Regions from separate parts of the Hordeum vulgare genome. Here region 1 is linked to region 2. Evidence: chromatin contacts called from public Hi-C data. All regions are on one chromosome and are shown on one strand. Each heading gives the region's core, a stretch centred on a gene start, on an enhancer-like site or on the middle of the called end of the contact. The rest is flanking DNA. Distances are from core to core; before and after follow the strand shown. Region 1 holds the start of LOC123449270. Region 2 holds the start of LOC123449266 (alpha,alpha-trehalose-phosphate synthase [UDP-forming] 6-like).

Region 1 (6,170 bases), core at 53-2,552, 200 kb after region 2:
ACAGGCTTCGAGCTCTCCCACTAAAACATGTGGGAAGTCTGCCAAACTAAAGACTAAATAAAAATAATCTAATGGCCTCTACCAAATCACTGCACGTGTGATAGAAAAGGAAAATCAAAGGACAATTTCAGGCAGTGCTGACCTGACATCAATTTCACAGAAACAAAATACCATTCTATTCCCGGTCATGCTACGGTGTTACTTGAAATTTTCAAATTGAAAAGCGATACATCATACATCGTTCGATCAACATACAAACCAAATTGCATATGAACCATATGGTTAGCAGCGGAAGCAAGAGGCACTAGTAGGACGAGTTACAAGAGCCTACAATAATCACATTTCGTGAACTTAAAAAGGGGAAGCATGAGGCATACATACCTTTGGAAAATCAATTCCATAGGTGATGTGGGTTTGCGAGGAAGGGAATGCAGCTACAAAGCAATCGTCCTTCCGCAGGTAAACAGGCTCATCGATTTTGGGTGCCAGTTTCTCCAACTTTTGTCCACCGATATCATCGGCCTCACACAGACCGGCACCCCGTATGGCCTCCACCCACTCTTGCGCTGATCCATCAAGCAAAGGGATCTGTCACCGCTTAACAATAAATTCACATGAATCGGAAATACATCGTAGGTAAAGGAATCAGACATGAACGTCTACCCGACTACTGTTAGCAGCATCCCGGCAGCAAGACGGTACGCACCTCGTCGCCGCCGCTGACCTCGACGCGGCAGTTGTCGACGCCGAGCGCCTCCATGGCCGAGAGCAGGTGCTCCACCGTGCGCACCCGCGCGACGCCGCTCCCGCTCCGCAGCGTGGTGCAGAGCGGGGACTGTGGCTCGGCATTCCCCAGCTCCGCCGCCACCCTCGCCTCCCCCTCCCCCTCCACGACGAAGTACCTCCCTTCGCCCGCGCGCGCAGGGAGCAGCGTGGCGGTGGCGCACGCGCCCGAGTGGAGCCCCACGCCCGACCTGCTCACCGCCGCCGCGAGCGTCTGCTGCGCCCGACCCGTCTGGCATGAGGGGCAAAAGGGGTTAGTCAAACAGCCAGCCAAAGCTCCAGGGTTTAGAGACAGAGTTCCTCGCTGTCTCTCACTCACCGGCTTCCAGGAGAAGGCGGCGCGGGTGACGGATTTGAGACCTCGGGCAGCGGCGGCCGCGGCGGTGGACATGGCAGCAGCGGGCCAGCGGCGGCGGAGGAGCGAGGGATCACACTTTGACTACCGACAAGTGTGGCGTGGCCCGCTTGTGGGGCCCAATAGGTTTCTCTCTTCCAGTTCCAGAGCCCCTCACCGCATAACCCCCAGTCAGTCCACAGACCAGGAGACCCAGGGCTCGCGAATAAACCATGTCCTCGCGGCTGCGGCTGCTCTCGCTCCTGCGGAGCGGCCGCCTCGCCCTCGCCTCGGCAGATCGTCTCGCCGGCGGGCCGCCTTCAAGGGGCCTCCACCTACCCGCCGCTGCCGCCTCCTCAGGTGAGCGCTTCCCCCTGTGACCCTGTTTCGTGGTCTCGTGTTAACCCCCGCGGGAGGATTGGCAGGGAAATGGCTGCAGCGAGGCGGGGAAATGTAATTTTAGCGGGTTTGAGGGGTTGGATCATGCGATGCGCTCTGGGGTTTGTAAAATTGAGTTGATTTAAGTGGCAAAATATTGGGGGATGATGTTGCGTGCCTTCGATTGTTTCCATGGAGAGATAGGTGAGGAGCATGACGGACTAAGAGTAGGTTAGGGAGAACTGATGATGGCCCCCAAGGCTGGTGAGCGTTTGCGCCTTTTCCCCATGCCCTTGGGTGGCATGGGATCAGGCTGGAATTGGAATGTGCAAGCTACAACCTGTGTAAATCTGAGTCTCTGGGGAGCTGTTCAGCTGTCACGAAATATGCAACGCTAATGCTTGGTTGGTCCATGATAATAGCTATATGTCCTTTGTTGGTGAACTGTTCCGGATTGATTTTTTTACTAAATAGAGTTTTAAATTATAAATTGTCCTGCTTCTACTGTTTCTAGTGCAGCCAAGAGTGACATTGCTCGTGTTTGCTTCCGTGGTCATTTTGAAAAAATGCATGATTTTTTTCCCAGGTTCTGAATCTTATGATGGCAACTTCAGTTACTTTTCCAATCGACGGCTGGGTTTCAAGTTTGGCGCTATACTGATTGGACAAGCAGGTCTGTCTCATGCATATGCGCCATCCCCTTTTCATGCATTGCACACTGCTTAGCTGTTGCTGAATTCATAAATTTTAGTACAAGGCAATAGTTGGGCTAAAAGTATTATTATGTCACTTTCTACCAAGTGGGGTGCATGCAATTTCAGCATTTAGGTGAGGTGGAAGAGAAAAGTTGAGGGAGGGTTATCTTGTCACCAGATTGAGAAATAAGCCAACTGTGCATGCCAACAAATAAGCAAATGGTATAGCGATAATCTTCTGGACATGCACAAAAAACATGCTAAGGGCATCTCTAGCCGATCCCCTAAATTTTAGAGGAGTAAACAGCCGAGTAAACCTTAGTGGGGTATTTTAACTCCTCTAAGTTTTGGTCCTTTCTAGCTGATCCCCTGAACTTAGCGGAGTAAAAAAAATGTCAAATTCATTTAATTTCCGGTCATCCAAATAAACTTCTCTCTTATATTACTTTATTAAACGACATCATAGTTACGTACTTCACCAATTCTTCGCTAAGAGAACCGATCCGGAGAAAACTACAAGAACAATTAGACATTTTAATAGAAACTCAAGTGCCCTAAGTGCTCCCACTAGTTCGATTAATACTTTATCTATGTCTTCATTGCCAACATTGTTGCTTTTCTCTATCGACTTCTTGAACTTGCACACTTCGTTCTTCTCTGCCTCCACACAATTGGACTTTGCATCGTCTCTAGTCTCTACTCTAGCAAGTAGTGCATGAACATCTAGCAAATTTCTCGCTATCAATAGACCGATGCACTCTTCTTCCCAATAACAAATCTTACATCCATCCTACACACAATTTGAGCAAACAATAAGTTACAAATTACGACGAATCCGAAGAATAACCGTACAAACAAACACTCATCCTATTCTTTTTGCACTTGAAGAACACCCATCCCAGATGTTTCCATGTGCTCGGAACTCGGTGCAACACCAGCCGCGGGTAGTGGTCACACTTGATGACCGGCAGCGGGGAGCCGACGAGCTGTTGGGCTAGTGTCAAGCTCGGCTGACGGCCGACGGACGTGGTTGTGCCGGTGGTTAGTCAAAGAGAGAGATCTGAGTGCCGAGAGGGGGAGGGCATACCTAGATGCAACATTGAACTATTGCGGAGGCAAGGTGATTCTGTCTCCGGCGAATCCATCCAAAATGCGACGGTGCAAGCGGCGAGGATTGTAGATTTGCCGATTTAGGCGCTACCGCCGGCGAGAGAGGACTAGATCCGGGTGGGGGAGGAGCGTGGCGGGTCCTATGGGGGTCAGCGGTGGCGTGTTGTGGTCGGCGGAAGCTAGAGAGGAGGCGGTGGAGTATATGCGACATGGGGTGGGGTGGGTGAGGCCGAGGGGAGAGGGAGCTTTTTTGCTCGGGCGGGTGGGCGGCCGAGTAAATATAGGAGCCGTGTTGTCGAGGAGTAAATTTTTTACTCTAACCATTGTTGTTAAGTTGAACCACTAGTCGTCGGTGAGTCGCAACTGAAAGTCGACTCAATATGTCAACCCGAATCATTGGCTGAGTCGAGCGACTCGATCGACTAGTCTAGCTTTTTGAGTCGAACAACTAAAAGCTGGCCCCGCCTATCATATTTTTTCTATTTGCTTGCCCAATCCCCCCGTGAAACCTGGATCGAGACTAGTTTTCCCCGACCTAAACCTAACTTGTGACCCTCTCCCTTGCCCCTTGGCCTCCGCCGCCGCCCCACAATTCGGCCGGCCGGCGCTGCCGTAAGCTGGTTGCTGCTCCTCCCCTGTACCTATTGCTTAACTCGTGTTGATGAGAAAGAATGGTGAATCCACAAGGAAGCGTTGGTTGATTTTGTTTTGTTCCACAACTGATATCTCACAAAGCCAAGCAAGCGGTGAAAGTGGAAATTCACAACTATTCTTCCTCGACTAGTTGCAAGCCTCCAGATCAAAAGAAGAACTAACAAGAGCTGCAAACACTAGAAAGCTAAAACTAAAAGTACTAAATAACTAATTCTGCGTTTGGCATTGCGGTGGATTCTCATAATCCCGTTCGCCCCACACCCACTTTTCCCTATTCTAGTGTTACTTTTATGTCTAATTTTCCACAGCAGATTATAAAATATAAGCACAGTGCTGCAAAGTTCAGCAACCGCAGACTGTGCCTAAAACAGGATCAGGGACAAACAAGAAAAACTATTAAACTAATACAACTAGGTTTGTTGCCCTTTCACAATTCCAGCAATCTCTCTTCCACATATTGGTGTTGAAAACCCCGTGGGAGTGATCAATAGTTAGCGTGTTTAGTTCCTGTTTTGCTTTGCTGAAAATCCTAAAAACTTGTAATTAAGGTCCATTAACCTCCACTGTTCCAGCAATTCCCATCTTCAGATTTCGGTGTTGAAAACCCCAGAAAAAAATACCAGTACCTACTGTGTTTATTTCATGTTTTACTTAGTTGGAAAACCCTCAAACTCACAGGCTCCTTCGGTATACAACCGACAGTTCCGTAGGAACCTTCGTCCAGCGGTCAGTCACACACTAGTGTCCAATTAAGCCAGAGATGTTAGAACCAGGCTCTAGTACCAACTGTAGGAATATAGGATTGTAAAGGCATTCACATTTCCAAAAGCTACCTTACTAACATAGGGGATTGCCCCACTTCTAATTTAATTAGATTTGTAGGAAATACATTCACTTAGGTTTGTTGCCCTTCAGCAACCAACGTGGCTACGTTCAAAACAACCAATGTGGGGAACTTCCAAAAGCCTTGCAACTCCCATTATTTTCCCAACTTCAGTCTTCAATACTCCATAGTTGATCCATAGCAACTTTATAGAATTCCCAACTTCAGTTTTAAATACTTTTCAAAATTTAATGAAGGAAAACTCATATTTGATATCATGTGATCCTAACTTCGCTCTTGTTGCAGCTTTTCTTCTTAGCCTGAGTGGCGGCTCTGTATTGGCTCAGGATGACTCAGTTGCTCCAGCATCTACAATTCGTAAGCAAGCTGATGTTACTGGTCTACGTCGGATCGAAGATGGTTCAGTGATCTCAAATGAACACACGATCAAATGGTTCACAGATAAAGCACGAGCTTTTTTCAGAAAAGCAAGTACATGTTGTCCTTAGCTTCATCTAGCCCACCTTTTGGCATTATCTTTCTTATAAAAAATATATTATTTATAGTTCCACACTTTGTTCCAACATGATCCCTATATTAATATGTGTTATCCAATTTTGATGCAAAACTCAATCACGATCATCTTGATATATCATAACCTAGAGAGGATAGCTTTGGTGCGTTGCCACATGATGCTAATTGTTTGGTCCACACAGTTTTGGCCACCTGCTACAACTCTTTCTATGGGCAGAAGCCCTTTAGTTTCCTAATTAAACCTTGTGAAACTGGAAGGTCTAGCTTGTCATTAAACTACGCTCTGTTTTTATGTTCATATGCTGAAACTTAATAGTAATTTTAATTTTATTTTGGATTGCTACTGCTTGAACACTTGGGTGTAGCAACTTGCATAAGTACACACTGGAGGAGCTATGTTGTGTCCGAATGGGCCATGGCCCACCCAGCTTTTTAGGGAAATTATAAAACTATACATAGAGCACTACAAAGGCAGCAACTAGATTTACCATCAGCTTTAGCCTGGCCTGCCCAACTTCCTATTCATAGCTCCACCACTATGAGTACATATTCTAAAACTTGCTTCAGTTAAGAAACCATGGGACTGCTGAACATTTGCATTAATTATGGTCATTTGGACCATATGCCATGTGCATCACAAGTTTTTAATACCATAATGTTCCTTGAAGTATGACTGTAAGGAAAGGAGCGGTGCATGTTTAGTTACTCCTACTCTGCATTCGACCTTTGAAGTATGTAAGGAGGAATGGAGGGGTGCATCTTTAGTTACTCCTACTCTGCATTCGACCTTTGAAGTACAGTTATTGTTAGCCTATTATATGAATTTATATCCTTTTTTAGGGAAAACTAGATGAAGCTG
Region 2 (7,112 bases), core at 2,074-4,573:
CCCACCCGTCAATAACTAAATCAGCACCTACACTCAAGCTGCCGCCAATGTGGGTGTCCTACACATTAAAGAGAGTCCCCCACATACCACTGTGCACCCGCTCACTAATGGGACCACCGCTGGGATCCAAATCGTCGGTAACTGCGCCCACTACCTACAACCAAGCTACCACTGACATGGATGTCCTACCCGTCAGTGAGAACTCCCACGTATGAACATGCAGTCGCTAACAACTGATGGTTCCACCAGAGGAGTCCCATGAGTCAGCTTATGTTACCACCATCTGTGACCACGCATCCGCTAACACATGGCCTGGTCAGAGGAGTCCCACAAGTTAGTATATGTGCACACCATCTACGACCGCGCAACCACTGACAGGGGTGTCCCACGCGCCAGTAACTGTGCAAAGTAACAACGATTTTGACCCAAGTTTGGGCTTCTATGAGGGTTCCCACACGGTGGAGGCAAAAAAGTGAGGACTACCGAAGAGCATGAGGAAAACCGAGGATAACTAAGCAATGAGGGGCATGAAAATAGAAATCCATTCTATCTATATGTTGTGTATGTGACAAGACCGTTTTGCGATAGTGTATGTATAATTTGGTTCTTTGGTGGAATCACTTACGCCCTACTTCTTCCGTCTGTACCGAGGATCTCATGAATTTACGCCGCACTCTTAAAATAGCGGCAAACATTTGATGATGAATTAGTACTCCATTCCTTTATGGAGTAGCCCCGCGTCTATAACGAACTAACGACACAAAGGGCCACCGATCTCTCTTTGTCGTATAGAGTAATATTTCTATATATGTTGTGTATGAGGCAAGGATTGCATACATCAATGCAAAGTGTATTTTTCTTCCTACTACCTATAAAAACGGCTACATGTGGCAAAGTTTGCAGAATACAATAACGTGTCGAAAACTGCCTGGTAAAGATGGATATAAAAGTGTAACACTTTTGCATTTGTAAGTAACTGTCAGTTTTTTGGGTATAAATTGATGTGGTTACATAGCGAATTTGTTGGAGTGAAGTAGTTTAGAACAAAGGATTTGTGTTGCATGTGTTAAAATACTATGTCTATTCTAAGAGTGCACTTATTCTCTATAATTGCAAAGTAGTGACATATACTAAAAGGAACCTGATAAGTGCCACACATGTTACACGAAGCAATTCCGCCCCGACATTTTTTGATGGCAAGTTTATTTAACCGAAGATGGCGGCTTTTGTTGCGAAGCATGGCAACTTTCTGTTTGGATGGCAAGTTCAGTTTTGTTTTCGGATGGCAACTTTAGTTCTAAATAATGTTAGGACGATGTTATTTCATGCCACGTGTATGTCACTTATCATTTGGGTACAAAAATCATCCGTAAAATACAATATCATTGTTTAAACCGCCGAGCAGACGCGGACATGTTGGTCATGTTTTACACATGTAATTTATTGTTAGCCTTTGTATGAATCGATTTGACTAAATATATTTGTTGCATGGATACAATTCAAAAAATAATGTTTATATGGATGTTGCATATGTGAAAAGACATGGATACGTCTATCGAGAGGGCCCTCTTCTTCGTCAATTATGGAAAATAACAAATATGGTAAAGTCATCCACGATAATAGAATGTATTGGTTAGAATGACGAGTAAACTCATCTATGGACATGGCTCCCCTGGCATGTGGACCCTGGCCCACACGCCAGTGGCCCCACGTCAAGGGTGTAGTATGTTAGAGGATCCGGGTCCCATAGACATAATATGTACATAGAAGTTCAATGCTTTGCGTCCTTAATTTAGTGTTAGCTTTTAGACTGCATACAATTCGTTTCATGAACAAATCAGGAAATATTCTTTCTACCTACGTTGCACATGTGAAAATACCGCATTGCGATAGTGTATATTGTAATTTGTTTCTTTGTTGAATCACAAATGCACTAGTGATATTTCTATGTATGTTAGTATGTGGCAAGGATTGCATACATCAATGCAAAGTGTCTTCTTCTCCCTACTACGTGCAAAAATGGCTACATCTGGCAAACTTTGCCAAATATAATATAGTGCCGAAAACAACCTAGAAAATATTGATATAGAAGTGTATCACTTTTGCATTTGTATGTACTCCCTTTGTTCCTAAATATAAGTCTTTTAGAAGTTTCACTAGAAAACTATATACAGATGTATATAGACATATTTTAAGGGTAGATTCACTCATTTTGCTTTGTATGTAGCCTCTAAGTGAAATCTCTGAAAAGACTTATATTTAAAAACGGAGGGAGTAGTTGTTAGTTTTGTGGGTACGAATTGATCTAGTTATAAAGAAAATTTGTTGCACGGAAATAATTTAGAACAAATGATTTGTGCCGCATATGTGAAAAGACTATGTCCATTCTAAGAGTGCACTTCTCTTTATAACTGTAAAGCAGTTACATATGATGAAATCATCTTAAAATACAATATCATTGTTAAAACCGTCGAGCAGACGCAGACATGTGGTTGTCATGTTTTACATATGTAATTTATTATTAGCCTTTGTATGCATCGATTTGACTACATATAATTTGTTGCATGGATACAATTCAAAAAAGTTATTATCTATGTTGCATATGTGAAAAGACATGCATACATCTATCCAGATGCCTTCTTGTTCGTAAATTACGAAAAAGGACAGATATGGTAAAGTTATCCGCTAAAAGAATATAGTGGTCGCAATTGCCGAGCAAACACAAGACATAATGCGGACATATAAGCGTAATCTTGAATTTACTGTTAGCTTAAATATGAATTGATCTATCTACGTTGCACATGTGAAAAGGCCATGTTGCGATAGCGGACGTCGTAATTTTCGTTCTTTGCTAGAACCACCAACGCCCTACTTCTTCCATCCGGACAGAGGATCTCGTGAATTTACACTGCCATCAGAAAATAGCCGGAAACTTTTTATTGCGAATCAGCACACCATTCCTTTTCTATCTAGCCCCTAAAAACTCCTGCCCCAGGTGTAAACCGAACCAACGACACAAAAGGGCCACCGATCTCTCTCCGCCGTCCAGACTCGCTGCGCCGCCCCCAGTAACAGTTGTTTTCTTTTCCTTGCCGTCTTGGGCGCTGGGGGCCAACCCCAATAGATGTTGTCAAGGCACCACCGTCCAAACGCCAAAGCAAGGAAATCAACGTGTACGCGCCCGTCGCCTCCTGTCCCCTTCCTCGTCTTTCTTTCTTCCTTTCTTTCTTGTAGTAAACCCTCTGCTTTCCCCGCTCACCCTATGCCTCGCTGCTTGTTTGTTCTATAAAGGGCATCCGCCCTCACCAGCGGCTGCTCGTCGTCGTGCACCATGAGTTGTAGCAGTTCCACCAGATCGTGTAGGGCTGGAGCAGTCTCGTGGGTGTGGCTCAAAGATGTTTTCCTTTGATGATGTTTTCTGGCAATTTTATCAGAGATCTGATTGATATGTTTCTTGGCCAGAGGAACGGGACCAAACCGGCCTCGTCACAGGCCGAGCAAGATACCCCCTATCTCCTAGTCTTTTTGGTGAAGGAGTGAGGTACACACTTGTCAAGCCAGGCGAATACCGCCACCACCAAATTGCATGCACGAAAGGTTCACCCCCTTCCCCTTGTGTCAAAAGTACAGAAAGGCCCTCCCTTTCTCTCTCTACAATTAGTGCATCACTCTCAGCTCAGCTCAGCTCAGCTCAGCTCACTCCACCGGTAAGCACAAAGAGAGAGATAGAGACGGACGCAGTGAGCAAGACACACACCCACCCCAGGTCAGGTGGATGCCTTGTTGCTGCTGAGCCCAGGCCTTCAACTGTCTCGCCAGGAACTGTGTGCCAAAATATCGGCGCCTCCCTTCTTCCTCCTGGACTTCGCTCGCTGATTGAAGCCCCAATTCTCCCCAAATCCCTCCCCTTTCTCGCGAAATCCCGAATCTTGCTCACGGGAGGAGGCCATGGTGTCGAGCTCCTACTCCAACCTGCTTGACCTGGCCACGGGCGCGGCGGACCAGGGGCCGGCGCCGGCGGCGCTCGGCGCGCTGCGGCGGCGGCTACCGAGCGTGGTCACCACGCCGGGGCTCATGGAGGACTCCCCCGCGTCCCCCTCCACGCCGTCCCCGGCGCCGCGCCCGCGCACCATCGTCGTCGCCAACCACCTCCCGATCCGGGCCCACCGCCCGGCGTCGCCGTCGGAGCCGTGGACCTTCTCGTGGGACGAGGACTCGCTGCTCCGCCACGTGCAGAAGAGCTCCTCCTCCCCGTCCATGGAGTTCGTCTACATCGGCTGCCTCCGCGAGGACGTCCCGGGGCCCGAGCAGGACGCCGTGGCGCAGGCGCTCCTCGAGTCCTACAACTGCGTGCCGGCGTTCCTCACCGCCGACACCGCCGCCCGCTACTACCACGGCTTCTGCAAGCAGCACCTCTGGCCGCTCTTCCACTACAGGCTGCCGCTGTCCCCCGACCTCGGCGGCCGCTTCGACCGGCTGCTATGGCAGGCCTACGTCTCCGCCAACAAGGTGTTCGCCGACAAGGTGCTGGAGGTGATCAACCCGGACGACGACTTCGTGTGGGTGCACGACTACCACCTCATGGTGCTCCCCACCTTCCTCCGCAAGCGCTTCAACCGCATCAAGCTTGGCTTCTTCCTCCACTCGCCCTTCCCCTCCTCCGAGATCTACAAGACGCTGCCCGTCCGGGAGGAGCTCCTCCGCGCGCTCCTCAACTCCGACCTCATCGGCTTCCACACCTTCGACTACGCTCGCCACTTCCTCTCCTGCTGCGGCCGGATGCTTGGCCTCCCCTACGAGTCCAAGCGGGGCTACATTTGCCTCGAGTACTACGGCCGCACCGTCAGCATCAAGATCTTGCCCGTCGGAGTCTACATGGACCAGCTCAACACCGTGCTCGCCTTGCCGGAGACGGAGGCCAAGGTCGCCCAGCTCATGGAGGCCTACACCGGCAACGGCAGGGTCGTCATGCTCGGCGTCGACGACATGGACATATTCAAGGGGATCAGCCTGAAGCTGCACGCCATGGAGGAGCTGCTGCGCCAGCACCCTGAGTGGCGGGGCAAGCTGGTGCTGGTGCAGGTGGCGAACCCGGCGAGGGGCCGGGGCAAGGACGTCGCCGGCGTGCAGGAGGAGACATATGCCATGGTGAAGAGGGTCAACGAGGCGTATGGCGCGCCGGGGTACGAGCCGGTGGTGCTGATTGAGCAGCCATTGCAGTTCTACGAGCGCGTCGCGTACTATGTCATTGCAGAGGTGTGCCTGGTCACCGCGGTCCGGGACGGCATGAACTTGATCCCCTTTGAGTACGTCGCCTCCCGGCAAGGCAACGAGAAGCTGGACAGAATACTGCGGCTGTGCAAACCAGAGCAGAAAAAGAGCATGCTGGTGGTGTCCGAGTTCATCGGCTGCACCCCGTCGCTCAGCGGCGCCATAAGGGTGAACCCATGGAACATCGATGCCGTGGCCGATGCCATGGAGAGCGCCCTTGTGATGCCTGAGAAGGAGAAGAATCTGCGGCATGACAAGCACTACCGCTATGTCGAGAAGCACGACGTCGGCTACTGGGCCAACAGCTTCCTGCAGGACCTTGAGAGGACCTGCAAGGATCACTCGAACCGGCGGTGCTGGGGGATAGGTTTTGGCCTGCGGTTCAGGGTGGTCTCCCTTGACCTGAGCTTTAGGAAGCTTGCAATGGAGCACATTGTTCAGGCGTACAGGAGGTCCAAGACTCGCGCCATTCTGCTAGACTACGACGGCACGCTCATGCCGCAGGCGATCAACAAGAGCCCGACTGCCAAATCGGTCCAGATACTCAACAGCTTGTGTCAGGACAAGAGAAATGCGGTGTTCCTTTGCAGCGGGTTCAAACGGTGCACGCTCAACGAGTGGTTCCCTGCCGAGAACCTTGGCATGGCAGCTGAGCACGGCTACTTCATGAGGTATGAGCTTAAGGTTGCTTCCCTCTTATAGTCTTATGTAGGAGTACATTCTTGCAAGCTGCTTAACATTCAGACTTTCAGATGCAGGCCATCTTATCTTTTTCCTGTCTATATCAGCCAACTTAATTGTGGGAAATGTTATTGGACTCTATATCATTATGACAAGTACTCCTACAATGTGGTGGCACATGTATGGAGAGATGTTTTTGAGTATGTTGCATCATAGGTTCATATTCTATGGCTGCGTGCATCGCAATGATGCAGAGGCCTCCTTTTCAGAAAAACAAAAATCATAGGTTCATATTCAAGTTGGAGTGGAATGCCATGACTTATTTCTTCTGCCATGATATTTTGTTGCTATATTTGGTGGGCGGCTGCTAAGTTAGCATGATCTGTTGCATCATTTTACAAGTGCCTAGTTCTCTGATGTCTAACTTCTGAAATGTGCTGCACTGAGTAAGGCTGAAGAGGGACGCAGAATGGGAGACCTGCATCCCACCCGCAGACTGCAGCTGGATGCAGACTGCACGGCCGGTCATGGAGCTCTACACAGAGACGACGGACGGTTCGATCATCGAGGAGAGGGACACCGTGATGGTCTGGAACTACGAGGACGCGGACCCCGACTTCGGGTCATGCCAGGCCAAGGAGCTCGTCGACCACCTAGAGAGCGTGCTCACCAACGACCCGGTGTCCGTGAAGAGCACCGTGCACTCCGTCGAAGCTAAACCACAGGTGAAGAAGTTTCTCCATGTCATTTCATCCTCTTCGATCGTACGAGTCGAGCCTCACAGGGTGTTATTGTGCTTGACAGGGCGTGAGCAAAGGCGTGGTGGCGCGGCGCATGCTGGCGGAGCTGCAGGAGAGGGGCATGTGCCCGGACTTCGTGCTCTGCATCGGGGACGACCGCTCCGACGAGGACATGTTCCAGTTCATCACCAGCTCCTCCTGCGGCGACTCGCTCGCGCCCACGGCGGAGGTGTTCGCCTGCACCGTCGGCCGCAAGCCGAGCAAGGCCAAGTACTACCTCGACGACACGGCGGAGGTGGTGAGGCTGATGCAGGGGCTGGCGTATGTCTCCGAGGAGCTCGCCTTGGAGAACCCCGCCGAGGGAGAGGACCCCGAGGACCTGTGGTGCGTCGGCGAGCTGCAGTAGTAGGAAGTTGGAAG

What was found. Hi-C and Micro-C count contacts between places; a contact is called where the count stands out from the background.
Region 1: a Hi-C map of seedling shows a contact between it and region 2, with 4 times the contacts expected there. The contact joins the promoter of LOC123449270 here to the promoter of LOC123449266 in region 2. A contact is called at or near these places in 2 of 6 Hi-C or Micro-C datasets (leaf and seedling) and 1 of 1 datasets of contacts at active chromatin or transcription factors (embryo).

Annotation. Positions count from the first base shown.
Region 1 is chr4H:525,550,134-525,556,303 of MorexV3_pseudomolecules_assembly, forward strand. It overlaps LOC123449270, which reads left to right and starts at 1,303. Exons shown (of 18, transcript XM_045126417.1): 1 at 1,303-1,477; 2 at 2,082-2,168; 3 at 5,084-5,265; 4 at 6,152-6,170. The coding sequence starts at 1,351. It overlaps LOC123449271 (probable UDP-3-O-acyl-N-acetylglucosamine deacetylase 1, mitochondrial), which reads right to left and starts at 1,318. Exons shown (of 7, transcript XM_045126419.1): 1 at 1,103-1,318; 2 at 707-1,015; 3 at 382-588. The coding sequence starts at 1,174.
Region 2 is chr4H:525,347,509-525,354,620 of MorexV3_pseudomolecules_assembly, forward strand. LOC123449266 (alpha,alpha-trehalose-phosphate synthase [UDP-forming] 6-like) reads left to right here and starts at 3,324. Exons shown (of 3, transcript XM_045126413.1): 1 at 3,324-5,942; 2 at 6,404-6,677; 3 at 6,757-7,112. The coding sequence starts at 3,949. The coding sequence ends at 7,098.